Regions from separate parts of the Mus musculus genome. Here all the other regions are linked to region 2. Evidence: chromatin contacts called from public HiChIP or PLAC-seq and promoter capture Hi-C data. All regions are on one chromosome and are shown on one strand. Each heading gives the region's core, a stretch centred on a gene start, on an enhancer-like site or on the middle of the called end of the contact. The rest is flanking DNA. Distances are from core to core; before and after follow the strand shown.

Region 1 (3,635 bases), core at 182-2,681, 1.2 Mb after region 2:
CCTTGCCTCTCAGGGAAAACATTGCAGGAAGCACGGATTGAAAGGGTAACGTGGCATAGGCAGCAGTGCGGGAGCCAGTGGACAGAGTCTCCAACATGCTCCATGCAGGGTGGCGTCATGTGACCACTCCTCCCACTCCATGCCTGGCAAGGGGGCTTTGTCAGGGAGAAGTAACACAAACATTTAATTGGAGCCAATATGAATTTTAAATGTCTGCAATTTTCTTTAAAAGATCCAGTCAATAGCAGGAAAGGATAGAGATAGCGGGGTGTGAAAGGAAGACTTTATTGTGCTAAGGAAATTACTTTTTTTCTTTTTTAAATATGAACGTGCTAAATTCTATTTGGCTGACTTCCTGCCTTTAATATGTATATTCAGCTTTAACAGCCCTGGCTAAGGGCTTACTACACTCAAGTCACAAAATCTAGGCGCAACACTAAACACAGACTTCAAATATTATCCAAAGCTGTAAATCCTTCAGTAGTGTAGTAGATGTCAGATTTTCTTTTCTTTTATTAAGATATAAATCTCTGTCACATCTTCACAAGAAATGGTGAAGAGAAGAGCACACCATATCATGATTCTTTTTCCCCCAACTGTTAAAGTTTAAAACTGTGGTTTAGAACTAAATCAGTGTCTACTGGCTGGTCAGAGCGCAATGTCCTTAATGGCGGACAATGTAAAGAAACGAAGGTTACAGTGAGCTGGCAGGTAAGTGCTTACTGTGCATTCTAAACAACTACCGAAAAGTAATGCCCTTCATTTCTAAAAGTAAATGGAAAAAGACCTGTTTCCATCTGAAATAGGTCCACTGGGACTCAGGAATCGGAAGCCAGTTTGTAAGCAGAGCAGAGTACATGCCTTTCACTGCATGATAGTAAAACCTTCCGGGGCAAATGGAAGAAATTCCAGTCAGGTTGACAGTCTGTTTTCCTTCCAGGAGTGATTAGACTCAGATGTAGGCTTGGGTCATTAGAAACAAACCATTACTCTCTGTTTAAGAGGAGCACACTGAGGGCGGTGGTGGCGCACACCTTTAAACCCAGCACTTGGGAGGCAGATGTAGACAGATTTCTGAGTTTGAGGCCAGCCTGGTGTATAAAATTGAGTTCCAGGACAGCCAGGACTACACAAGAGAAACCCTGTCTCTAAAAACAAAAACAAAACAAACAAACAAACAAAAAAAGAGGTGCACACCGAGCTAGCTTCATTGTCTCATAGGCAGCTCTGACCGTTAAGTACTTGGTTCTTGTGGTTGGGTTGGTTTACGTTTCTTGTGCCTTCAGCGCATCTTCTGTTTCCTTTTAGAAATCCCCTTTGCCTTCCTTGCCGCACAGCCTTTACCCTAAGTACAGCTTCAGCAGCACTAACCCATTTGCAGACTCTCTCCAGCTCACCACTGACCAGGTTGGATCATGTCTGTTGTCTTGTAGTTGCCTTTGCACAATGTCTTGTTTTAACTGTGCCTTTGTCCCAGTTCACTTTTTACCACACTTAGTCAGAAAAACAAAGAAAACAACCCATTGTTTATTCAGAGAGGACATGAACTTTGTCCTGCCAGCGAATATTTATATTTTTACTTGTAGTTAAAAGATTCCAGTGTTTCTCCTGCATTTTTGTTTGATTTTTTTTTCATGTTTAAATTTTAGTTGCTATTTGTATAAACTACTTTTCAATACAATTTCCTTAAACCTTGTATGGTCTAAAGCATCTTCAGATTTGTGTACTCTACAAATCACTCTAAAAATAATTGTGGTTGTGTGTGTGTGTGTGTGTATGTGTGTGTGTGTGTGTACATGACAAAACCTTCTGAATATTCATAGAATAAGTCTATATAAATGCCAGATCATGAAGTGTAACTGTTTCTGTGCTTGTCATTTTTCCTAGTATGTTCTCATATTTGAATGAAATTATAAAACCAAATTTGAAACAAAAATTTATAAAAAAATCTTTTATATCAAAATTCGGTAGTAGAAATGGAAAAAGCTGTCAGAATTTTATTTTGGAGACCACTTTATGAATATTCGTTGGATTTTTATGTTACTATGTCATGGATAAGAGCAGAAGCCATACCTGGAGGGATGTTTTCTGTGACCAAGAGAGTTACACAACATTCAAATAGTCATCTATTATTCCCCAACTGACCCTTTTACTCCCGCACCATTTAAGGTTGTCTCCGTGCACGGTTTTTAAAGTGGGTGTGGTTTTTTTTTTTGTGTGACGTGCATGTTCATTTATTTGCTGTGAGCCCATGGGCTTGGGTGACTTCATTTGACCTTTGTAAAATACATATTTTATTAACAGATTTCAAGAAGTGTCAATAACAAGCTGGTTACATGGTCTTGATACAGGCAGTTAGCAGACTTAACTGCCCCTCCAGGAGGAAGACAAACGCTGCGTCTCTGATTAGTCAGTTGGCTTGGGGTACAGTTTTGCTGTATAATGTTGTGCCTTCAGTCCTGACAAGACTTTAAGATGGTCAGATTTTTTTTTTCATCATTAAGTGAAAGAATAACAACAACAGAAAGGAAATGGTTGAATGAGCTACAAAATGCACATCCATAGATTTGAATAAAATTATGTTAGACAAATAATACCTTTTGATCATACAGAGAAATAAATTTTCTTTTTAACCAAAGCTTCTTAAGTACATGTCTTGTCTTTTTTAGAGTGATGTCTGAATTTTGGTTGGATCAAGTGAAGTTTCTGGTGTTCTTGCACATTTTTATCTGTACATTATTTGAGAGACTTTTATAGCATGCTATTCTGGAAGACAGCAGGGATTTCCTTGGCACTTGTAACTTGTATTTGTTTGGCCAGTGATGTGTAAACTGAACATTGTTAGTACAGCAAATTCTATGCCTCAGATCAATTGCCCCGGATTTGTCAGCCAGCCCCGTGCCTTGCTCCATGTGCATTTTGATTTAGCAAAAAAGATTGTATCTAGTGCATGAAGCTCTAGTGTTGATATGTTTCATGGTATTCCCACGACTAGCTAAGCATTTGTAAGTGTTTAAGGATGTCTTCTGTTAGAACAGGTTATTTTTAGAAAATAATAAACATACACATAAATTACAATAGGCTATGTAAGTTTATTTTTCATAAAAGTGACATAAGTGAGAGAAAAAATATATAGATTGAAAAGGCCAGAGGCTGCCTGATACTAGGTACCGTGGTTTATTAGATTATCCTGGATCTTGAGACACAGGTACTGTCTTACTGTGGATCCTGGAGAAGATAGCAAGGTTTAATACAAACTGCATTGTGGTAAGAACTCTAGAAACTTAGCAGCAAGGTGGCTGAGCAGCTCAAGGTGCTTGCCATCAAGACCGATAGACTGAGTTCAGTGCCTAGAAACTGCCTGGTATAGAAACCAGCTCTAGCAAGCTATTCTGTGCTCCACGCTCACTCTGAGGCATGCACACTCCCAAGTCAACCATGCTACGTAAATAAATGTGATAGAAAAGAACTAAAGAGAAACAAGACTAGCACCTGCTTTTAAAGATTTCTCCTTCGCTGGCCTTAGTTTGTTCATCTGAGCAATAAGTGAAGGAATCTGGGGGACTAAATAGTTTACAGGCCTTTCAAATTCCAACCTCCTGCCCAGTAATAGCTCATATACGAACCTGATTATA
Region 2 (3,569 bases), core at 649-3,148:
CCCGCAGATTCTGGGGAGGGTGAGAAAAGGGATGCAGCTCACTACAAAGTGATGCTTTGGGATTGTTCGTTTTTATTCCCCCCCTCTTCCCGTCCCGTCTTTCTTTTAAAAGTTAAGATGAGGTTGCCTAAAATTTATGAGAGAAGTGAGTATTTATTTGGATTAACCCCGACTGTCACCTCCTTTCATCTATAAAGACTGTCAACTTTGTCCCAGCTTTTCAAGAAGAAGAAATGACCAGTACAAAAGAAATTAACGTTGTCAGAACGCTAACTAGAGGATTTGCCTAGCGGGGGCACGGAGGCCGCTCCCCGTGGCGCGTGCCCTAAAGGGTTAACTCGCCCCGGTTCTCACAGTTTCCCCCGACTTTACCTGTCCTCCTAGACCCGCCGCCCTCCCCGCCTCCCCACCCCCTGCGCCTTTCTTCACCAGGCTCTTGGTTTACAGGGGCTGCAGCTGGTAGACTTGGCAAGCTCGCCTCATTAAGAGCGCTTTTTGAAAACGGACTGTGTTTGAGCATTTCCCTAATGAGGACAGGACGGGGTTAAAAAGTGACCATTTCATGGTTGACTTGAACCTGCCTACTTTTCTTGATGTGTCGTTGTGAAATGCTTGATGTGGGTAACTTCCACTTGGGGAAGGAAAAAGTCACTGGTTCTTTCAGGTCCGCTGGGGGAGGGCACGGTGGTCAGGAGTGCGAGGACTGGAGAAAGTTGAGGGGGGGAAAGTCCAGGACGCGGGGTGGGAGCGGGAGGCCGCGGGGGGCCTGGAAACGCTCGGCGGCCCCAAGCTAGGGCGACATGGAGCCCCGGGCGCTCACTTTTCTTTCTCCATTGTCTGGGGCAGCCTTTGATTCCTCCATTTCCCCACCCACCCCTAGCGGAAACCCGGAATTTGGGGGGCGGTGTGTGTGGGAGAGAGTGCCCGCGCGAAAGGGGGTGCTGGCCGGTCGCCTCCAGGGTCCCGGGAATCAAGTTCATTCACTCGGCGGGGGGCGGGGCGGGGAGCCGGCGGGAGCCGCCGGGGAGACCCGCAGCCGCACACGCACCCCGCGCGCTCCCGCCCCGCAGCCTCGGGCGCGCCGCGGCCCCGCCCTGCCCGCACCCCCGCGGGAAGGGAGCCGCTTTCCGCCGGCGCCCCGGGCTCTGGGGGTGGGGATTGGGACGCGGCCAGCGCGGCAGGAGGAGGAGGAGAGGAGGGGCGAGCGGTGGCGCGGCCTTCCCGCTCCGAGCGCGGCCACGTGCACCGGGCGCCGGGGGAGGGCGGGCCGCTGCGGCGAGGCTCGGGGGACCCTGGGGACCCCGGCGCCCCTCTCCGATCGCCAGTGCGAGCTCCGGGCTGGGCTGCCCGCCGCGCCCCGGGCTCCGCGCCCGTCCGCTGCAACTCCAGGAGGCCAAGTTCACTCTGGCCCCCGCCTCCACCCTCCCTCTCCCTCCAGCCGCCTGGGGTGCTAGAGTCGGCGCCCTAGCCCCGGCTCGGGGCGGCCTGGGTGTGAGGGAATTTTCCATTCGTTTCTTTCTTGGGCCCAGGCCGGTTCAGGGCTTCTCCCCTTAGGATGTTCTCGCGTCTTGAGCGTCTGCAGCGAGCAGTGAAATAACCTCTCCCTGGGCGGGTTTTCGGGGGTAAACGAAGAGTGGCAGAGAGAAGAGCTATTTTTGAAAAAAGAAAAAAGAAAAGAAAAGAAAAGAAAAGTCCCAATACTGTGGCACCGGTCTGATACCTTTAACAAATGAGGGGGAGAGACGCGAGGGCTGGGGGAGGCGCGCGGGAGGAGGAGGAAGGTGGGGGGCGGGGGGTGTGGAGAGGCTGGTGCAAAAGGAACGCGCGTTTGCAGGAGGAGGAGGAGTAAAGCGGTGATTGTGTAATTAAATAATAAAACAATCCTTAAGTCTGATTTGGAGAGAGCTCGAGCGGGGTCCAGAGGGTGGAACCGGTGAATCTTTCAACTTGCAAGTTTTTCAAGGAAAGAAAGCGAGAGAGGGAGGGGGAATAGAGCCCAGGACAGAAAAGAGGAGTTTGCAGCCAAGCGGGATCGATCGTTTGGGATTTTTTTCAGGAGGTCCTTCCGATCCTTTCCGTGGGCTGTGGCCAGCGGCACCGGCAGCGGAGTCCACGCGCGGCGGGTCAGACCCGGGGCGAAGCGGGCGGGCGGCGGTGCGGCGGGGCAGGAGCGCAGCAAAGGCTTTTCCGCCCGGGAGCTCCGCGCCTGCGCCCCCTCCCTCACCCCGGCCTCTCCCTGCTCCCCCCCACCCCCACCCCCACCCGGCCCTCTCCTGCGCGCGCCCCGCCACCCGCGCGCACTCGCTTGCGCTCCCCCTCGCGCACACACGTGGTCGGCTCGCAGCAAAGTTTCGCCTGCGATCGCCACTCCCGGATCCTGCTGCAGTGTTGGCGGCGGTAACCTTGAACTTTACCAGCGCGGTGACACATTCTCCTCGCTTTCCCCACCGCCTGGCCTCCTGCGCCCCCCTCCCCGCCTTTTTTTAAAAAAAACATTTCACCACCCACCATCACCCCAATCCAACCCACACCGAACCCTCGCGCACCCCAACCCCCAACAACAAACAACAACAACAACAACTGCAAAACAGAAAACAAATCCCCTAAACCAGGCGACCAGCAGCCTGCACCAGCGGCGGCAGCCTCGGAGAGCTCGGCCGGCGCGCGCGAACCGCAAGAGGGTTAAAAGTGTAGATTGGATTTCACCCCGGGAAATCTAGCTCGCCGAGTGAACTTGAATCTTTGGCTATTTAAGGAGGACTGGGTTTGTTGCGAAGTTGCGGTGAACCGGCGCAGTGCCCCGTCCTGATTGATCGCATCGCTGGGCTCAGATGACTGTAAAATGAATAGATGAAATCCTTGCTTCTGGAAGATTTTCTTGGGCATCTCCGGGAAAGTGCGTTTTAAGGCGAAGTCATGATGTATTCTCCCATCTGTCTCACTCAGGTACTTATCTTGGTCGCTTTCTCGAGCTTTCTCTGGCCCCAGACGCCTTTGTTGTGTCTTCTTGCTCTTGTGCTGCAGACCCTCAAAGGCTTTGCCTAACCTTGGCACACCCTGGTCTTCCCCGAGAAGTAGTGCGGAGTTGCGGTGGGCTGTGCGGGCGGCGTGGGACCACGGCTGCCGTGTGCGCCCATCCCAGCGCCCGAGCGGGGAGAGCCGGCACCGGGCGGGCGAGGCTGCTGGGGGTGGGCAGGGCCGAGACCTGCGGCCGTGAGCCCCTGTCCGCCCCTAAGGAGATTGCGGCGAAGGCAGCGGCGGCGGTGGTGGCCGCGGCGGCACCCTCACTCCCTGGCCGGTGCGCGTGGGGCGGACTCCGGCTTGGGAGCGTCTGTAGATGGACTCTTGGGCAAGGGGCTGAGAACTAGGCTTGAGCGCCTTTGGACTCTGCTGCCCACAGTGGGCGGGTGACGCCGCCAGTCTAGGTGGTGGTCCAGAGGACTTATTACTTTGCGTTTTGGGGTGCCTAAAGTCCTGTTCTACAGTGACCCACATTTCGGGTTTTTAAAGACCTCACTTCAGAGGCGATCTTTTACGCTGACAAGAAGTTGAAGTGTTTGTGGTGAATT
Region 3 (3,605 bases), core at 216-2,715, 1.2 Mb after region 2:
AGCCTCCGTTTCTGTGAAATCATTCCTGTTAGGCAGATGCCCAAATATTCTTTATTAATTTTAGTTGCCACCAATTGCTGTCCTAAACAGCCAAAAAAAAAAAAAAAAAAAAAAAAAAAAAAAAAAAAAAAAAAAAAAAAAAAAAATTCCAGCTACTCTGTTGACTGCTAGCTAACTTCACTACCAGATTGGAATGTCAGTGTTAAACCAATTTGGAAGAAGGACCTCTTTTTTTTAAGTATGTTCATCATGTCTGATGGTATGGGGCACCGGGAGCCATGTATGTGTACATGCAGAGCAATTTGCATTCTTCTTTGGCTCTTTTTCTTTGTGTGTGGCTGAGTTCTTTCACAAGTAAATAAGCCTACTTTATACTTGCAGGGAGCAGCAGCAGAAGATGGGCGTCTAAAAAGGGGCGATCAGATCATTGCTGTCAATGGGCAAAGTCTAGAAGGAGTGACCCATGAAGAAGCTGTTGCCATCCTCAAGAGGACAAAGGGCACCGTCACCCTCATGGTTCTCTCTTGAAGTGACTGCCAGAGCTGAAGCAGCCCAGCCACTGGCTCCCCTCCTACTGTAACAGAGAGGACCTGTTTGTATGCTGTGTTGGTCGGAGAAAACTACAGTAGGGAGGCGAGAAACAGAGTGTTTGTTACTCACAGCCAAGCATCATTTTTCCTTTACTCTGCATTTCATGATCATATACTCAAAAAGAAGAGATATTTGCATAGATAAACCTCAGTTTTATCTCGACAATATCTAACAATTTAAGGTCACGTGGACAAAATTATTATATGTTCATCTTGTTAGTGTGGAAACAAAATGATACAAAGTTAGGCAATTAGGTTAAAGATGGAAATTTAGAAAAAAAGAAGACAGTTTTGAGTTTTATAGGACTTCTTCAATCCAGCAGTCCAAAAGAAGAAAAGAAAGTGCTTGCAATACTTTTGAATAGTCTACTGTTTTAAAATTGTGACATATTGGTCCTACTTACCTCTAATGCATATTTTTCTGCTAAAATTGTTTAGCAGTCCTTGTAAGCTTTAAAAAGAAATTCCTGTTTAGTGCATATCTCGGTGTTTGTTTTCAGTTTTAACCTGCTATATTTTCATGTTGTTATAGGTAAAGTGCTGATGCTACCCTGTGTTGGCTAGAGTTCTAGGAAACATCCATGTAGCCATGGGAGACAGAGAAGGAGCCCAGAGTGTTCTAATGCTGATGTAGCAGACTGATACTACGTGGAAAACATGTTACTGTACCATGCTATTGTTTTTCCATTAGTATTAATCTTAATGACATAGAAAAAGACAGCGTGTTAGTAATTATTTTGGTTGTATGCCATTAGTAAATTGACAGAAAAATTAAGGGGGTTAATGTAACTTCATCTCACTGCTGTATATTAACATCTTACAATACAATAGTCTAAGACTGAGGGAAACAGATGGGGCTGTTTACTGAGACAACTGGTGAGGAATTATGTGTTCAATCCCATTTTAGAGCGTGAAACTCCTACATTAGAATAGATAAAGTCACTTTAAATACTATCTATATTTGTAACAGAAGTCGTATACATATATTTTATTATAGCATTCTTGTGTAAATGCAGAATTAAAGTGAATAAATAAGTTTCTGTGGTGCACAACAAACAAGCAGATGCTGTCTTTGTTTTTTATATTGGAAAAAGTGTTATAATTCAAGACTTACTGTTTTAAATTATTGAGTCTCATCATAGATGCAATTAGAGCTTTGGACAACATCCTTGTGGAAGCCTTGGTGTTTTTCCCTCCATAGCGTCTCAGGGATTCACAGACTTCTCGTGAGCTGAGGAAGATGCCATAGGAAAAGGGGTGTTCTGCTTCCAAATTGGCTTTTCAGGGATGCTACCAGTGCAGTAATATTATTGTAAGGTCTGTAAAGAGCTGAAGTGCATCAGATGGAAATCATCTTACTGAATAAGGCCCATCTGGATGGAGGGCAGAACAGGAAAGCTTTGTCTGTAGATTCTGTCTCAAATTAGCTAAAGAGAGTGCAGTGTCTCATTGTCTCTTGCTGGTTTTTTTTTTTTTTCTTTTTTTAAAACGATAGCTCATTTTATTGAAAAACCTTGAGTTCATTTTTAAAATATAGGAGAATATTTTTATATAGCCATCCTGTGAGTTTAGTTGTCCATGCAAAACTGAAAACAAATTAACCAACATGCGGGTTGTAACAAGTCTTCCTCCAGTCCTTGTCATTTGAAGTAATTGGCTAACAACACCCACCTCAGTATGCTGGCAGCCCATTGGCTTTTGGACATCTTTTAATGACCCTCTCTTTTGAAGGTATACCTGCATCCTTCCATAGGACACTGTGCATGCTGAACTTACTGCTTCTGCAAGTTAGAAGTTAAAGAGATTTTAATAGGGAATACTACTATCAGTACTGGGGAGAAGCCAAGCAATCAAACTGTTGTTCAAGACAGTATATCCAAGTAACATTCACACACACACACACACACACACACACACACACACACACACACACAAACCAGGCAAGCGCATGTCTTCACTTAATTAAATAGTGTTGTTCTATGAGTCCATATCCACCTGAATCTCAGAATATAATTTAGACATAGAGTCTTTGCCACTGTGGTTAAGGCCTGGCTATATTAGGATGGGTCCTGTCCTCTGATTTCAACAATCCATCTACATGGAGAGGATGGCAACGTGAAGACGGAGGCAAAGACATGAGCCAAGGACTCTACAAAGGGAAGGATCCAGTCACGTGAAGCCCTTTATGGGGAGACCTTGATGTCAAGTTCCTGATCTCCAGAACTGAGAGAACCTTATATTCTTAAGCCACCAATTGGCAGTACTTTATAAATTAATCCCTAGGTAATTAATAAAATATGAACTACCATGATGCAGTTATTAAGAAACATAAGGAAGACGGCTAGGCGATAAAGTTAAAATAAAAAGGGAATGATTTCATCCTGTTCATAGAGATGCAGCAATATTATATACTTTCTTTTTTTCTGTAAATAATGTACTTCATGTGATGGAAGAAGAACATGCTTTCCTTAGGCCAAGAGTTTAAAATTAACGTTACAGCATTAGGGTTGTGTATGATACAAGACAATGGATTGCCCATGAATTCAGTGTTATTGTTCACTTAAACTGGGGACCACCACTGATTTCTAGTGCTGTTCCTCATTACTAGCCAGGGAATAATTGTAGCAGTAATGATGTTTTAACTTCACACAATCTATTTGTAGCATCAGGAGTAGTAAGGAGTATATATAATCATGCTGTGAAACTCCTGTATCAGAAGATGGAATCATGAAGGAGAAGACACAAAAAAGAGGTCTTTTTTGTTTTCACCTTAAGAATCCTGAGAAAGCAGATGTTGACAGACGTGAAGAGAGGAAGAGAAAGAACTCTTCCCTTGTCTGAGGTAGATGGCATTAAGCCTGCTTAGATTTACTCAGGTAGTTTGTTGTCTGGATGTCAGTGCCCCTCTTCAGATCTCAGAGTGAAGCTGAGAGTTGAAAGGTTGCCTGCAGAGACACAGGAGGAGTGGGCTTTGTGCTCTTGGTGTGGGAATGCCAGAACTCTCATCACAAGCTT
Region 4 (3,652 bases), core at 409-2,908, 1.6 Mb after region 2:
AATGCCTACAACGTTGCAGAAAACAGTGTGTGTAAGATGTGTTAGCCATGTTTTGTTCTTCTAGAACAAAATCTATTATGTCATCTTCACACGAACATCCATAGTTGCAAATCTGGTTCAGTTGTCAAAAGAAAAACCATTCAATTACATACATAGCACGGGCCTGCAATAAACATTTTCCTGTGCCCTTCGGTTCAGTACAGCTAGGGGCTGTAAAGTCTAGGACTACACTGACATCTAGAGGAAAGCGGCCCTAAGCACAGAGCTTTTCCAACGACTTTACAAGTTTCCTGGCTCAGTTTTCAATTTTATTATTAATTTTTGCCATGCATCTTTGCCATTCTCTTGTTCTCTAAGCTGACTATGAATTTATTTATTTTTTTTACAGAAATACTCTGTCCTAAAAAGCATAGACTAATGCAGAGAAAAAAGAAAGAAAACCAAAAATTCCCACCCGTTAGTGAACTAAGATTTCGTACAAAGATGAAGTGAATCTTTGTCACTTTCCGACCTGTCTTTGCTGGGATTAAAGTAGCTGAAAGGTGCTAAAGAAATACCTGAATAGTTCATATTGTTGTCCTTCCTATAGAATTGCAGACCCCTTCAGCTCCTTGGGTGCTTTCTCTAGCTCTTCCATTGGGGGCCCTGTGTTCCATCTAATACCTGACTGTGAGCATCCACTTCTGTGTTTGCCAGGCACTGGCATAGCCTCACAAGAGATAGCTATATCAGGGTCCCTTCAGCAAAATCTTGCTGGTGTATGCAATAGTGTCTGCGTTTGGTGGTTGATTATGGGATGGATCCCCAGGTGTGGCAGTCTCTGGATGGTCCATCCTTTCGTCTCAGCTCCAAAGAGGCCCCTTGGTCTTGCAAACTTTATATACCCCAGTACAGGGGAACACCAGGGCCAAGAAGTGTGAGTGGGTGGGTAGGGGAGCAGGGTGAGGGGAGGGTATAGGGGACTTTTGAGATAGCATTTGAAATGTAAGTGAAGAAAATACCTAATAAAAAATTGGAGAAAAAAAGAAATACCTGAATAAAATTCACTTTACTGCTTTAAAACTATGTATAGTGATAATAAAATTATTAGGACAAAATGTTAATATATACATACACACGTGCACACACACATATATACATATATCATACTTATATATACATATACACATACATATCATAACATGTATATATATACACACATACACACATACGTATACATATACATATACGTCATATAAATTCACATACACATACACTCCAACAATTTGGTACGTGTGCTATGTGTAGATGATCTGTTAGAATGCTTTCATATATTTTAAATCTAACCCGGAGTATCAGTTAAGGAAGTACATCTCCTTAATTTAAAAAGACAGATATGCATAAGCCGACTCGGTCTCAAACGTGTATTTTAGAGATGAAATTGAAACATTGTGGTTTCAGTATGGACGTAGGGAAGAGCTGAATGTTTTCCTTAGTCCAGGAACATAGAAATACATTGAGCTGGGCAAGATCTATTCTGAGGTTGCCTCTCAAAACCCTGGAAGCACCAAACAGGCAGCCGGTGCAGCGCGCAAAGGAGGCTTCTGGAAGGAATGCTGCCAAACCCAGGCGCTCCATCATGATTTGCATAAGTGCAAGCGCAGTTCCTCCTGCGTTGTAGTGCTGCACCCCAGACGCTGGGAAGCAGCTGAAGCAGCAGATGACCGTTTACTTTGCCAGAGCGCGTGAAGCAGAGAACATCCCCACATTACTCACTAAGTAATGAGGAGGGGACTGAGAAGCGTTCCGCGGTTCTGACGGGCCTGCCAGTTAGCCCCTGGGCTCTGCTTTGTGTGCTCCACACACAGCAGAGGCTCTCAGGAGGTAATGCAAATGAATCAACAGACAGCGAGAGGTCCCAGCAGCAGCAGGCAAGGTACCGCCTATGCAACAGGGCGTGATGACAGATAATTAGCTGTGACATGCCCTCGATGGCACTGGGAGGAGAGCATTCAGTTGGAAATCAGCGTGCTACAAGCTATGGCAAACCTAGAGATCAAACTTTGCAGCATACATATATATATATATATATATATATATATATATATATATATATATATATATATATTTACAGATGATTGTTTAAAAAATGTAGTTATCACTGAACTTCGTAGAACCTCTTGAAGTTTATTAAGTTCTTTTACATTAAAGCCCATACACCATCACTACAGATACACAACATACATTCTTACTTTGAGTGTTTACAAATTTATTTTTGTTTTGTAGAGCTGTCCTTATTTTAAATATAAGAAAACGGTCGCTTAGAGAAGTTATGAACTACTAGAGGACCGGCAAGCCAGTGGGGCACGCCTTTAACTTTGGCACTCAGGGAGCAAAGGCGGGCGGAGTTCCAGGCCAGCCTGATCGATGTGGTGAGGGAGTCTGAGACAGTTAGGACTAAGATGTTGGCATTTCTACATGATTTTATTTTTCTTCTTAAAAGCTGCTTGTTTGTTTGTTTATAAAAAACATTCTAAAGGTCACTACTAGAACTGGGAAAGTTTTGAACTACACATTAGAAAGGAGTGTTCTATTTCTGTCAAATTTCCTTTCCATTTCATTATGTATAGTAAGAGAACTTTCCTGAAAAAACATTCACAGGGGTGACACAACTGAAACAGGAATAAAGGGCCCAAATATCATCTACTTACTTCTATTCTTGCTCAGGAAACACACCACACACACACACACACACACACACACACACACACACACACACGAATAGTAATAGCGAAAACATATGTGCAAAATGTAGTACCAGTTAAACCTACCTATAACATTTTTGAGGGTGCATTATATTCTTGCAAACGTTCCACACACTGGAATTTTCTTAAGAAAGCTAAACATGGATCATAGGTCAGTTTTTCTTTGAAAGCTTTAGATATTTGTCTACCAAATTAACCATTCCTTTCAATATCTGTATGCTTAGCATAGGCCAAGTGGGTCTGATTCCCACGCCCGCCTAGCCCTTTCAGCTTGGTCACAACCATCAGTGTCTTTAGTCGGTCAGGCTCATCTATTGTCTGTGGATGTACTTGGATGCTGTAGCACCCACCTTTCATTGTGCGCCCGGAAGAGCCTGATGACCATGATGAAGGAGCGTAATTATACAAGAAACGGGGACACATGCTTGCTATTATTGTTTAGCTGGGAATGTTAGCAGTATGGGGGGATTATTAATTACAAATGTCTCTTCCATCAACATAGAAGCTGTTTCTTCTGTTTTCAATGATCACGTGAGCATTTTTAAGCCAGAAAAAGAGCGGCAGCTGCGAACGTTGTTCATTTCAGCCAGAGTCGCTTGTTGCCCATAATCAAAATTGTGAAATGTGCTCAAAGGGGCCATCTTGTGGGAGATTTCTATTCAATTTTCAGCAGATTTATTGACAAAATCGGGCCAAATCTGAGGGTAAGAAAGAAACAACAGCATGGTAGTACATTTGATGACGTATCATAAGCTTCTGGCTTGAAATCTAAATAACAAAAGGGGTCCAGAATATACCTCCAAACACAATTTATTTAATTGAAACAAAAACTGTTCTGATTTCTCTCAGAAGGCACAGTAAGTTTTATTCAGTGTCCCTTCTTTTCTTCCTCATATTACAAACCTAAC
Region 5 (3,426 bases), core at 348-2,847, 1.3 Mb after region 2:
GAAACTGCCAGTGTGGTGGGCAATGAGGATACAGAGTGAGGACCGGAGAGGAAAATGATAGATAGATCAGCAATGGCTACTTGCTAAGTTGCAACAAGTAGTCCAGGTGATGCTGAAAAGTCAAAATGAGAGTACAAACCAGTCCTTTGATGGTCCCTGTGTCTAACTGGCTGTTCTCACGGTGTACATCTTTGCACGTGTGTGTGTGTGTGTGTGTGTGTGTGTGTGTGTGTGTACGCGTGCGTGCGTGCATGTGTGTGTGCGTGCGTGCGTGTGTGCGTGCGTGTGTGTGTGTGTGTGTGTGTGTTTGTTTTTGTGGTTGTTTTATTCTGATTCTCTGCCATCTTTATTGTCAAATTTCACTAAACACTGGCCATGCACTATAATGTGAATATGCTAATATTCCAAGCTAAATGATTGTCATGTCTGAACATTCTTCACTGTCAATAAGATTAAACAGTCAGGCGGAACACTGTGGCACCTGACCTGCTATCCCAACACTAAGGAGGCTGAGTAAGGAGGATCACGAATTTGAGGTGAGCCTGGGCTGCACGACAAAACACTGTCAACAACAACAACAACAACAAAATAAGAAATAATTTAGTTCCCTACTTTTATAAATGAGTTGAGTTTTTTAAATTGTCAACAATATATTGTAAAAGCTACCATTGAAAACTGTTTTCTAGCAAGTGATTTTTTATTTAACTCAAGTGTTTGGAAGTAGGTTTTTCTAAAGGATTAAATAATTTAATATGACCTCACCCTGTTCTAAGTCAAGGGAATTAGCAGCCAAGCATTAAGGGTGCACATTGGAAGCTGGGGTGACCAGGATGAATGAAGAGCAGCTGGGGCTGTCATTAGCATGTGCTTAGCTGCACTCTCCACAATCCAGACATTAGACCCGCCCAGCTTCCAGCCATCAGTGTATACATTTCCACCAGGAGGATCCTGAGATTGCTCAACTTCTACTGTCTTCACAGGGCAGGTCTCCGCAGGTGAGCAGCTTTCCCAGCGATTGTGTGTATGACTCAGAGTTGCTCTAGTGGCTGTGCCCATAGCAGTGTGAGGCAAGTTCCCATAGAATATTGCCACATGATAGTATTGAGACACTTAGAGGGAAAATAAAAGAGACTAAGCCAAAGAGGTATTTTGATGACTGTTGTGTTTAGTATTGATATGCTAACACACACTTGGTTCAATATCTGTGTCATAGTGATTGCAGTATCAGGTTCTGCACTGATTTAAGGTTTGGACAGCTTACACAGCATGCGTGCACTCTCATCACTTAAAGCGTGTGGCACTAGAAAGCAATGCTCTGACTGAATGGACAGCAAAAACATAAAAATAAAAATGGGTGAACTTGAGGCTAGTGCTGGCCACCATTAATGTGTTTATTTATATGGGTGAGCTCATAATGTATGTTTCAAAGGAAACATTAGAAACAGAAAAGTTAGAATTATCTACAGTAAATAAAAATGATAGACAAGAAGCTATTACACCCACATTAAAATATTTGGCTCCCTGGGGACTGTCAGCCTCAGCCAGTGATAGTTTGCACATATACAGTGCAACAGTGACCCCATTAGGCAGAGTTTCTCTTCCTTTTCTACCTTTCCAGGTGGACAAAAGGAAGAGATGCAGGCAATTGGGCAAAATAGGGGTGTTTAGAATGTGCCAAGGAGGGAGGTGAGATTTTAGCATTATCGTCATAGTGCCAATGATATTTAGCAAGTTCTTACTCAATAACATAAATTATTGAATTTGAATAATCAAAATTCCTGAAGGACAAGCCATATCTCTACGGTCCCCGAGGATACCGGCATAAAGTTGTCTTTAATTAAATGTACTTGAAATTCTCTAAAGTAAACCCGGGAGAGAAACTAAAACAAATCCACTGAGGAAGTTGCACTTCTGAGGTCGAACCACTAGAGGGCAGGAGAGCCCTGCTACTTTTGTTTTGCAACAGTCCTCTGGACACTGAGCCCCTCACCACTTGCCCTTGCCTGGTCCCCACCTCATGACTGGTTAAATGGTCTCTGCAGAAAGGGTCTCCAATCTTATTTCTAAAGTACCAGGCCTTTACAGTTCCCCAGGGACTTGTACAGAAGCAGAAAGCAAGTATGTATTTTACAGATTACATTGTTTCTGCTTTTGTGGAACTTTGTTTTTTGCTCTGGAGAAAAAAAAGGATAGAGCCACAGGCTTACAAGGTTTGTCCTTCCTTCCTTCCTTCCTTCCTTCCTTCCTTCCTTCCTTCCTTCCTTCCTTCCTTCCTTCCTTCCTTCCTTCCTTCCTTCCTTCCTCCCTCCCTCCCTCCCTCCCTCCCTCCCTCCCTTCTTTCTTTCTTTCTTTCTTTCTTTCAGAAAAGACCAAATTAGCTAATTTTTTACAAATACCTTCTTTATGAAAATCTAATTTAAAATGGGACAGTTTTAAAGACAATTTTAAAATGTAGCTAATTGTATTCCAAACAAAATATTCCATATAAGAAAACTAAAAGAATATCCACACTAAGTGCCAATGCTCAGAAGCCAGACGTTTTATTAATATTACTACTACTTCACAGAATTTTTAAATTACTTTGAAAGCACATTTTATGGTTTTCTTTTCCCACCCTCTCAATAGAGCTTTCATTCTGATAGGATGAGAGATTTGGTGGATTTTTTCCTGACTTAAGGTGAAGTCGGCTTGAGTGTCGCTTCAGGGCTTTAGTGGAGAGGATTTAAAGAAGCCGTTGTTCTCCTCCTTCGCTGACCTTCAGCCTCCTCTTGGTAAGTTTCATCTCTGGAACAAACAGAAATAAGCTTATCTGGCATCTTTGGCTTGGGACACTTAGAGTTACGCTTCTACAGACATATGAGCCTACTAAGTTTTCTTGCTGTAGAAGAGTATGATTTGAAAAACATTTTTTTTCCTTATAGAGAACATGCACATAAAACTATACTCTAGTCTTAGGCCCTTAGGATCACCAAAATAGTCTTCATTCTGTTTAATGGCAATTTGTATCCATTGAACATGGTAAATTCTGAAAACTAAGGCATGTTATCCCTGTGTGATAAGAGCCAAGGTTCACTAAATTAATAAACATCCAGTATTATTAACACTCCTGGTACCTTCTTAGTTTTTGTTAAAGTCTCCCCTCTTCACAGAAGTGCTTCCTGACACTTTACATTAAGTGGGTTTTAAGCAGAGATGACAGCTAATACTGTACTGTGTCAAACAGTGCCTTCAATTTCTAGCAAAAGTAATGCATTTTTACAAAATCCTTCTTTGTTTTCTCCCAATTTTTCTTTGGTAGCCCCATGATCTTAGTGCTCTGTCTTTCAGTAAGGGATTAAAAGCATGCAGGGTGTATACGTAGCCCCGGGCAACTTCCTGGAAGGCTTTGCTGAAGTCCCCTTTTAAGCTTAGGGCTCCTGGCTCAGC
Region 6 (3,249 bases), core at 368-2,867, 1.6 Mb after region 2:
ATGGGAATAAGAGTTTCTTGTTGAGTAGCCTACTATAAACCATATTTTTGATATGTTAATTCATTTTCTTTATAATGGGTTCCCGTAGAATGATCCTTTTGCATTGGGAATGTAACTGAACTACTGGCATCTCACTGTGATACTCTTTTTCAACTTCTGTTAGTGATTTGGCCCCATCTAACAACCTTTATGATACGAGAGCCTCAGGCTTGCCTGATTTTCCATACAGTGCCCAATGCTGACCAAGTATTTTCACTTGGGGATTTTAAGTGGGACCCTCTAGATCAGAGCAGTGATCTAAGTCTCACTGGATGGAGGCAATAAATGGAATAGCAGTCAATAAAGAACTCCTACAAGATCCCAACACTTACTGCAGTACCTTTGTCTAACTGTTCTAGTGATGTATTCAGTCTCAGCTTTGAAAAATGGTTTTAGGAATACTAAATAAAAGTATATCATTTCTTATAAGCTTCTTATGCCATATACTTAGGTGCTGCCTTAAATATCAATTTGTCCATATGTCATTATCTCACACACACACACATTGCTGAAGCTGATTATTCTCATCATGGTTCCAATCTGACAAGTAACTCACTGGTCTTCACAATAGGAAAAAAAGCTGAGCAAACTGTAAGTCAACAATTAGAATAACCAGAGAACTGAGGTCACAAGGCAAACTGTGGCTTAGGACACAGGTCAGTAAAATCATTGTGTGCAGAAACAGAATCCCAGAAGCAGAAGGCACCAAGTTAGGACCAATGTCATTTAGCAATGTTGAAAGGACAACTTGTGAGTTACTGGAGGTTCAGGGGCCCTGTTTGTGAATTAGGAATGGTCTCAACACCTCTATACTTTACAATTTCACCTCTGGGAGTCCTGCTGCCTGATGAATCACTCTGAAGTCTATGCTGCAGAACTGCCTGGTCTCCTGAAGCAGGATGCACCATAAAAGAGATTGTTTTACAGAGACTAAGAAAATTAGGTTTGTCTTAAAGCATAACCTAGTTGGGAGAAGGAAACTATTCAAGTCAAGCTCAGTACAGAACACTCTGCCATCATCCAACATCCCAGCAACCCAGCTACTAGTGCATAACCTGGGGGTTGAGACGGAAAGTGCTTCAGGCTTCTGATCCTAGTGAAGAGTGTCTTAGAAAAGTGAGCACTAACAGAATAGTCAGAACAGGAGGCCTGGAGGAAGCTTTAGTCACGGACATCCACAGCTAGAAACAACAGTAACCAGCCTAAGTCTGACTCAGGCTAACACTTGAAGGTCTCCAAGCTCAGCTCTGTTTTCATGCCCAACAGCCACAGAAAGCCAGAGAAAAGTCTAGAAACAGTTCAGAACAGCATAAAAAACCCAAATGACCAAGGATGAGAAACTATTTTGTTGTTGTTGTTGCAAACTATTAAAACAAGAGAAATCTGAACTGAAATACTTAAGTCCTGAAGGGAAGAGGGAAATCAATAAAACAGAGGACATTGTATAGTGACAGCATTACCCTTAAATAGTGACGGAGAGTCAGGTTGAGGCACAGTAAAGTATGGAGTGTTTCTCCTTCCCTCAAGCTGCACTGCCTGGAGAGGTCTTCACAGTCTAGTTTGAGACAGCTGGTCTCTGCTGCACTAGCTCCCACGAGCACTACACCACGTAGCAGACTTTGGTGTTGATTCAAATGCCATAGCATGGTTGAATAGCATGGTTTTGTTTGTTTTTGTTTTTTGTTTTTTTCTTTTTTGGAAGAGCTATTAAGAAGCTTAACCTTAACATTATGGAGAGACTGGGTGTGTGACACTCTCTTAATATCCATAGAGATTGCTGAGAGACTATCACTCAAATTGAACTTCACCATAAAGAAATAAAGTCCATTACTTTATTTTTGTTCTCTGGGGCTATTAGACAAGATTAAAAATAATTTTCTATGATCACTTTTACCATAAATTTCTAAACTTCCTTGAAAATCACTTCTTATCTAAACATAATATTTTGTAATGTTATCTATCTTTTGAAAATGATTAAAATTTCAACATATCCTCAATGTATGCTAAAATAGCTTAAGACCTATTGTCTATGGGGCTATTTCTTCAGGTAATTAGCTATTTACTACGAATTTTTCTCAGACTTAGGAACTTACACATGAATTTAGAAATTAGTGTCTCAAAGATGTGCAAATAAATGATTTTTACAGTGTAGAAAAAATGATAATCTCAAAAACTTTGATTTTTGTTGCAATGGACATTTGACAGTTTTATCTCTAAATGAGGAATTTGCTCTTATGATTTTTTTTCCTGAGAAAATAGACAGCACATTTATCTAATTCTGGCTTTGAAAACTAAATGCCCCATCAGTTTTGCCATGTTCCTTCTGAGTTTCTTGTGACAGTCAAGTTTGCGACTTGCTGCCTACCGCAGGAAGCACGGTGGGCTCAACACAAGAGCTGCTCATTGGGAATGGTCTAAGATGCTCAGAGAAAGCAATAAGAGGGGGCCATCGCCTTCTTAGCGCACTGTTTCTTCTGGACAGTTGTCTTGTTGTTGTTCTTGTTCTGGTTTGTTTGCCTTGTTGTTTACAATGCTGACTATGTAGCCCCATGTTTTATTTAACTCTGTGATCACATCATATCCATTTCACAACTAGATAATGGTAGGGTTAATTACATAGCCGGGTATGCCTCAAAAACAAAACGTGTGTAAACAGCCACTTCAGTAGCTACTGAACATCAAGGCCAGGAAAAGTCTCACACTCTCACTATAACTCTGGGGCACCCTGGCAATCTGGTTTCATGATGGCATGTCTTGATGGTCCCTGTGGGAGCTCTGGGAGGTAATAGAAGATATGGCCAGTTGCTCTCTATTGTCTGCTTGTCGATTTGCTAATGTCTGCAAAGAAAACATTCCTTTTCCACTAAGGAAGAAAATAACTCTTTGAAACTGGTGGCCTGTGTTTTCTAGTGTCCTATGCCCAAGACCATGAAGCTGAGGTTTCAAGTCCTTGTAGGTGACTGTGGACTTAACTAAGATATCTCTTACAACTCACTAAAATCATGATATGCAGGACTAGCAAGATGGATTAGTGGGTGAAGTTTCTTGCTACACAAGACCTGTCCTGAGTTCAATCCCCAAAGCCACATAAAGCATATATGTATGTGTCTGAATACATACATACACACATACATACACACATATAGAGTAATAATAATAATAATAATAATAATAATATACTTTTAAAAGATTATGAGGGAGCTGGAGAGA
Region 7 (3,690 bases), core at 291-2,790, 1.6 Mb after region 2:
TCACCTGCTCTCCAGGATCAAAACAGTGAAACAAGCCATTCACAAGCACATCAAGGGCGAGGAGCCATTGTTTTCAGAACCAGCTGTGGCGAATCTACTGAACAGTGGCCTTGGGACAGCTGCAGCTGCTGCAAGGGGAGGGTGGAGGAGAGCAAACTACAGCAGGCTGCAAGGACCCCGCCGCGCCACCTCCCGGCCAGCTGGGAGGCATTTCTGCGCTAAGTGCATTGGACTAAACCACCCTTTGAACCAAGGCAAAACATAAACGGCTCACAGCAGGCCCAGATCCGCGCAGTAACTGCCGGCCTTTAGCAGGCTAGTGCGGGAGAATCCGCGGCTGGCAGCTGCAGAGTGGTGCGCAGGGAGTAGCTCTATCAGAAAGTAGAGCCGAATGAGCTGCCAGGGCACCCCGTGACCGAGCAAAGTCCTCAGGGTTCAAGCTTAGCTGTAGCCGAGTCCAGAGGCGCGCTCCCGCACACCTCCTCCCAGCTTCTCCCCCCCCCCCCCCCCCCGCTCCTGTGCCACCCTCTCGGGTCCCAGGCCCCGGGTCCCCAAGTCGCCTCTGACGCATCACACTCACCATCTCCTGTCTGAGGATGTGCAGTTTGGTCTCTAACCTCTCCAGGGCGCTGGGGTGGCTACGTCGTGGAGAGCCAGAGGCAGGGGAGGATGACGACGAGGAGGACACGGAGGGCGCAAAGCTGCTGCAGCTACTGCTGCTGCTGCAGCTCCCACCAACCCCGCTGGGGTCCGCAGCCCCTTCCCGAGGCGCCAGCTCCTCCCCGCGCAGCGAGCGCGCTAGGCTCTCGGGCACTTTGCGCCCCAGCTTCAGCTCGATGTCTCTGAGGTCTGGCAGCGGGCTGTCTTCCATGACTCTTTGCGAGGGGCGACACTGACAGTAAAGGCAGAGGGCGCGAGGAGGCGGCGGCGGCGGCCTGGCGGACTCCGGAGCTCAGTACTGGGCTCCTCTGGCCGGGCCTGAGTCCCCGCGGTCGCCCGTGCGCTCCATGCCCCGGGCGCAGTCGGCAGATCTGCACCCGGCTGCAGTTTCAGGCTCTGCCGCTCCACAGCCAGCAAGATTAGCCAGATCGCTTCATTCCTTTCCTAGCTGGCCACTCCACCGCCAAGTTGAGTTAATTGATACTGCAGAGAAGAAGGGCAAAAGCTAGTACGTTATACCGAGAGACCCAAGAGAGAAATGGAACCTGCTCGATGCGGGGAAATTCCCATTTCAAACTGTCCATTCACATCCCAGCGCGGTTCACGGTGCCCATCTGGTATTACACCACACAGAATAACGAGGTGGCCACACTCCCGGGTCGTTTCATTTTCCAGCCATATGTCGCCAAGGATCAGACTATCTTAGACGGTCAGGAAAAAAAAAAAAAAATCTGATCAATGAAAGAAGTGGGTTCGTCCTGTGTGTAGGCGGTGTAGGCGCATTTTAGAAAGAAAAAAGAAAAAGACACGGTTAGCTTAGCTGGGGTTCAAGGGCTTCCTGGTTGCTGCAGCAGTGTCCTTTCCTTTTAGTCGGTCTCATCCAAGTCATTGTGTTCCTCCGAGCCTCGGAAACTTTAAACTCGACTGGCAGGTGGACCAAAGCAGAGCCAACCCCTGTACCGTATGTCACAGACAAGAAGGGCAGCAAAATCTTCCCAACCCTGATGTTAAGAAACTGAAATGCAAATCCTGCCTCAGCTGAGCATACCCATATTAGGTTACTAAGTTAAAAGTTGCCCTGCTGAAGTCCCCTGACAGCTACAACCTGTAGAACACATTTTTAACATTAGAGGCAGAAGAATGGCTAAATTTTATGTCGTTTTCCACCCCCCCCCCCAACTTTCCTAAAAGCCAATTACACATAGCATTAGAATTCTTGCCCAATAACTCCACAAAGAACGGAGAAATTCAATCGATAAATAGTTCAGTGAAGTTGAACAAATTTTTATGTACTATTTGATTCGCAAAATATTCAGTATTATTAATGTGTTTGATGTTAAAAAATGCATTTAAGCCGTGCAGTGGTGGCACACGCCTTTAATCCCAGCACTTAGAGGCAGAGGCAGAGGCAGAGGCAGAGGCAGAGGCAGAGGCAGAGGCAGAGGCAGAGGCAGAGGCAGAGGCAGAGGCAAGTGGATTTCTGAGTTCGAGGCCAGCCTGGTCTACAGAGTGAGTTCCAAGACAGCTACATCTATACAGAGAAACCCTGTCTCAAAAATTAAAAAAAAAATGCATTTAAACAATAAAAATTTTAAGAAAAAAATGGTTCAGTGAAAATGTACAAGAAGATATAATTGTGTTGCCAATATTCCAGCATACTACCCCAAGCAGAAATGAAGAACAGAATAACCAGAGCATGTATGTGTTTGTATATATATATATAAATACTGAGGGGGCAGGAGAATTTTAAATGGAAGAAATTGCTGAAGCATTCCTCTTTAATTATGGAAGAAAAACTCTGAGAGTAACTAGTGAAATCATACTTGTTTTCTTTGATAATTTCTATATAATTTGCTGCTATTTAGGAAGAACCACAACTTTGTAAACCATTAATCTAGAATACATCTACCAAGTAAATCAGCAACAAGTACATAGATTATAAGATTGCTTGAACATTGTATTTGTGTCAGTGAGAGTTGAGAATAGTATTTTCAACCCACCAAACTATAATTTTAGGTTTCCATTGAAGTATTTCCAATACTTTTTGTCTGGGACCTACTCATTTGTGTCCTCTGTTCCTCTGGCCTCCTTTCCCATTCAGCTTTTCCATTCCAAACAACATAGATAAATGGAGTTTGGAGTTTGTTCATGTCATCTTCACATCCAAGAAACCTTAAAAGGAGAAAAAGCAGAGACTTTCTGAAGGAAATATCTCATGGCAGGGAAAACGTTGCTGAAATTGTCTTGTCAATAAGCCAGACCTTTGCATGTGTTAAAACTGTTTTTAAAAGGAAAAAAGGAAAAAAAAATTAAATGTTGTAAGTTAGGTGGCTCATTTCAAAATCAGAACTACCATTTATGGAATCAAAGAGGGACCAACTTAAATCGCAACTCTCCCATAAAACTGCATGCATTGTTTGAAAGCTGGCAAACCACAAGTTCATTGCATGAGGATTGCACTGTGGCATGTAATTATGGACGCTTCTCATTTGAGTCACGGACAGCTTTTTATTATAAACTGTACAAAGTCCAATTCAGAGCTGAATGCAAAGTAAACCCCAAGGATTCAATACCTAGTTAGATCTTCGTTGGACAAGTCATTTTCCAGTTATCATCAGTGAAGTGCCTATCTGTAACTAAGACAGAAGTTGACCTTATAATAAAAAGAGTATGATGGCCGGGTGGTGGAGGAAGATCCCTTAAATCCCAGCACTCAGGAGGGAGAGGCAGGAAGATCTTGGAGCTGGAGGCCAGCCTGGTCTCCAGAGCAAATTCCAGGACTGCCGGATATACACTAAGAAATCCTGTTTGGAAACAAACAAACAAGTAGATTGCATATAGTTAACATTTTGTTCTTGTGAAATGTAAAACACATTTAAGCATTTAAAGAAAATCTTCGTTATGTTGTTTTTAAAGTGTTCTTTATGATGTCTTATGATATATTTGTTTAAAATGGAAATGTTTTGAATGCCAGTTTGGGGAACAATTTAGAACTATAATCCTTACTAGGCCTAAAATAGAATATGGTAG

What was found. Promoter capture Hi-C pulls out the DNA fragments that hold promoters and counts their contacts. HiChIP or PLAC-seq counts read pairs in DNA pulled down with a chosen protein or histone mark.
Region 1: a contact with region 2 is called in a promoter capture Hi-C map of liver, with 5 times the contacts expected there. The contact joins the enhancer-like site here to the promoter of Nfib in region 2. A contact is called at or near these places in 11 of 39 promoter capture datasets (the 3T3-L1 cell line, 3T3-L1-derived adipocytes, the C10 cell line and 7 more), 1 of 484 Hi-C or Micro-C datasets (adipose-derived mesenchymal stem cells) and 8 of 115 datasets of contacts at active chromatin or transcription factors (astrocytes, cardiomyocytes, craniofacial prominence and 4 more).
Region 3: a promoter capture Hi-C map of hippocampal neurons shows a contact between it and region 2, with 12 times the contacts expected there. The contact joins the enhancer-like site here to the promoter of Nfib in region 2. A contact is called at or near these places in 8 of 39 promoter capture datasets (the 3T3-L1 cell line, cranial neural crest, hippocampal neurons and 3 more), 1 of 484 Hi-C or Micro-C datasets (rod photoreceptor) and 4 of 115 datasets of contacts at active chromatin or transcription factors (astrocytes, embryonic forebrain, embryonic stem cells and 1 more).
Region 4: a contact with region 2 is called in a promoter capture Hi-C map of hippocampal neurons, with 21 times the contacts expected there. The contact joins the enhancer-like site here to the promoter of Nfib in region 2. A contact is called at or near these places in 10 of 39 promoter capture datasets (the 3T3-L1 cell line, 3T3-L1-derived adipocytes, embryonic stem cells and 4 more), 2 of 484 Hi-C or Micro-C datasets (both in cortical neurons) and 10 of 115 datasets of contacts at active chromatin or transcription factors (astrocytes, craniofacial prominence, embryonic forebrain and 4 more).
Region 5: a contact with region 2 is called in a promoter capture Hi-C map of hippocampal neurons, with 16 times the contacts expected there. The contact joins the enhancer-like site here to the promoter of Nfib in region 2. A contact is called at or near these places in 7 of 39 promoter capture datasets (the 3T3-L1 cell line, 3T3-L1-derived adipocytes, embryonic stem cells and 3 more) and 4 of 115 datasets of contacts at active chromatin or transcription factors (embryonic forebrain, embryonic stem cells, stem cell-derived neural progenitor cells and 1 more).
Region 6: a promoter capture Hi-C map of hippocampal neurons shows a contact between it and region 2, with 9 times the contacts expected there. The contact joins the enhancer-like site here to the promoter of Nfib in region 2. A contact is called at or near these places in 4 of 39 promoter capture datasets (hippocampal neurons, liver and pre-B cells), 2 of 115 datasets of contacts at active chromatin or transcription factors (the NIH/3T3 cell line and VIP interneurons) and 1 of 9 other capture datasets (embryonic stem cells).
Region 7: an H3K27ac HiChIP or PLAC-seq map of embryonic stem cells shows a contact between it and region 2, with 10 times the contacts expected there. The contact joins the promoter of Lurap1l here to the promoter of Nfib in region 2. A contact is called at or near these places in 2 of 39 promoter capture datasets (hippocampal neurons and liver), 2 of 484 Hi-C or Micro-C datasets (cortical neurons and embryonic stem cells) and 4 of 115 datasets of contacts at active chromatin or transcription factors (embryonic stem cells, epiblast stem cells and stem cell-derived neural progenitor cells).

What each region holds. Positions count from the first base shown.
Region 1 is chr4:81,311,272-81,314,906 of GRCm38.p6, reverse strand. Mpdz (multiple PDZ domain crumbs cell polarity complex component) reads left to right here. Exons shown (of 47, transcript NM_010820.3): 27 at 1,309-1,407. Among named protein-coding and RNA genes, the nearest start is that of Gm25803, 25 kb to the left of the region's middle. Within about 2 kb of position 1,431, at least 11 of the 459 cell types and tissues checked have an H3K27ac peak or open chromatin away from gene starts, as enhancers often do. A contact at or near this core is called in liver, where this site is marked.
Region 2 is chr4:82,504,108-82,507,676 of GRCm38.p6, reverse strand. It overlaps Nfib (nuclear factor I/B), which reads left to right and starts at 1,898. Exons shown (of 12, transcript NM_001113209.2): 1 at 1,898-2,946. The coding sequence starts at 2,917.
Region 3 is chr4:81,276,546-81,280,150 of GRCm38.p6, reverse strand. It overlaps Mpdz (multiple PDZ domain crumbs cell polarity complex component), which reads left to right. Exons shown (of 47, transcript NM_010820.3): 47 at 382-1,652. The coding sequence ends at 528. Among named protein-coding and RNA genes, the nearest start is that of Gm25803, 60 kb to the left of the region's middle. Within about 2 kb of position 1,465, at least 6 of the 459 cell types and tissues checked have an H3K27ac peak or open chromatin away from gene starts, as enhancers often do. A contact at or near this core is called in hippocampal neurons, where this site is marked.
Region 4 is chr4:80,862,832-80,866,483 of GRCm38.p6, reverse strand. No RefSeq gene overlaps it. Among named protein-coding and RNA genes, the nearest start is that of Tyrp1, 30 kb to the right of the region's middle. Within about 2 kb of position 1,658, at least 95 of the 459 cell types and tissues checked have an H3K27ac peak or open chromatin away from gene starts, as enhancers often do. A contact at or near this core is called in cortical neurons, craniofacial prominence, embryonic forebrain and 3 more, where this site is marked.
Region 5 is chr4:81,250,667-81,254,092 of GRCm38.p6, reverse strand. No RefSeq gene overlaps it. Among named protein-coding and RNA genes, the nearest start is that of Gm25803, 86 kb to the left of the region's middle. Within about 2 kb of position 1,597, at least 17 of the 459 cell types and tissues checked have an H3K27ac peak or open chromatin away from gene starts, as enhancers often do. A contact at or near this core is called in hippocampal neurons and liver, where this site is marked.
Region 6 is chr4:80,937,264-80,940,512 of GRCm38.p6, reverse strand. The region is part of intron 1 of Lurap1l (leucine rich adaptor protein 1-like); the gene reads right to left. Among named protein-coding and RNA genes, the nearest start is that of Lurap1l, 28 kb to the right of the region's middle. Within about 2 kb of position 1,617, at least 21 of the 459 cell types and tissues checked have an H3K27ac peak or open chromatin away from gene starts, as enhancers often do. A contact at or near this core is called in the NIH/3T3 cell line and hippocampal neurons, where this site is marked.
Region 7 is chr4:80,908,536-80,912,225 of GRCm38.p6, reverse strand. Lurap1l (leucine rich adaptor protein 1-like) reads right to left here and starts at 1,540. Exons shown (of 2, transcript NM_026821.5): 1 at 581-1,540. The coding sequence starts at 871.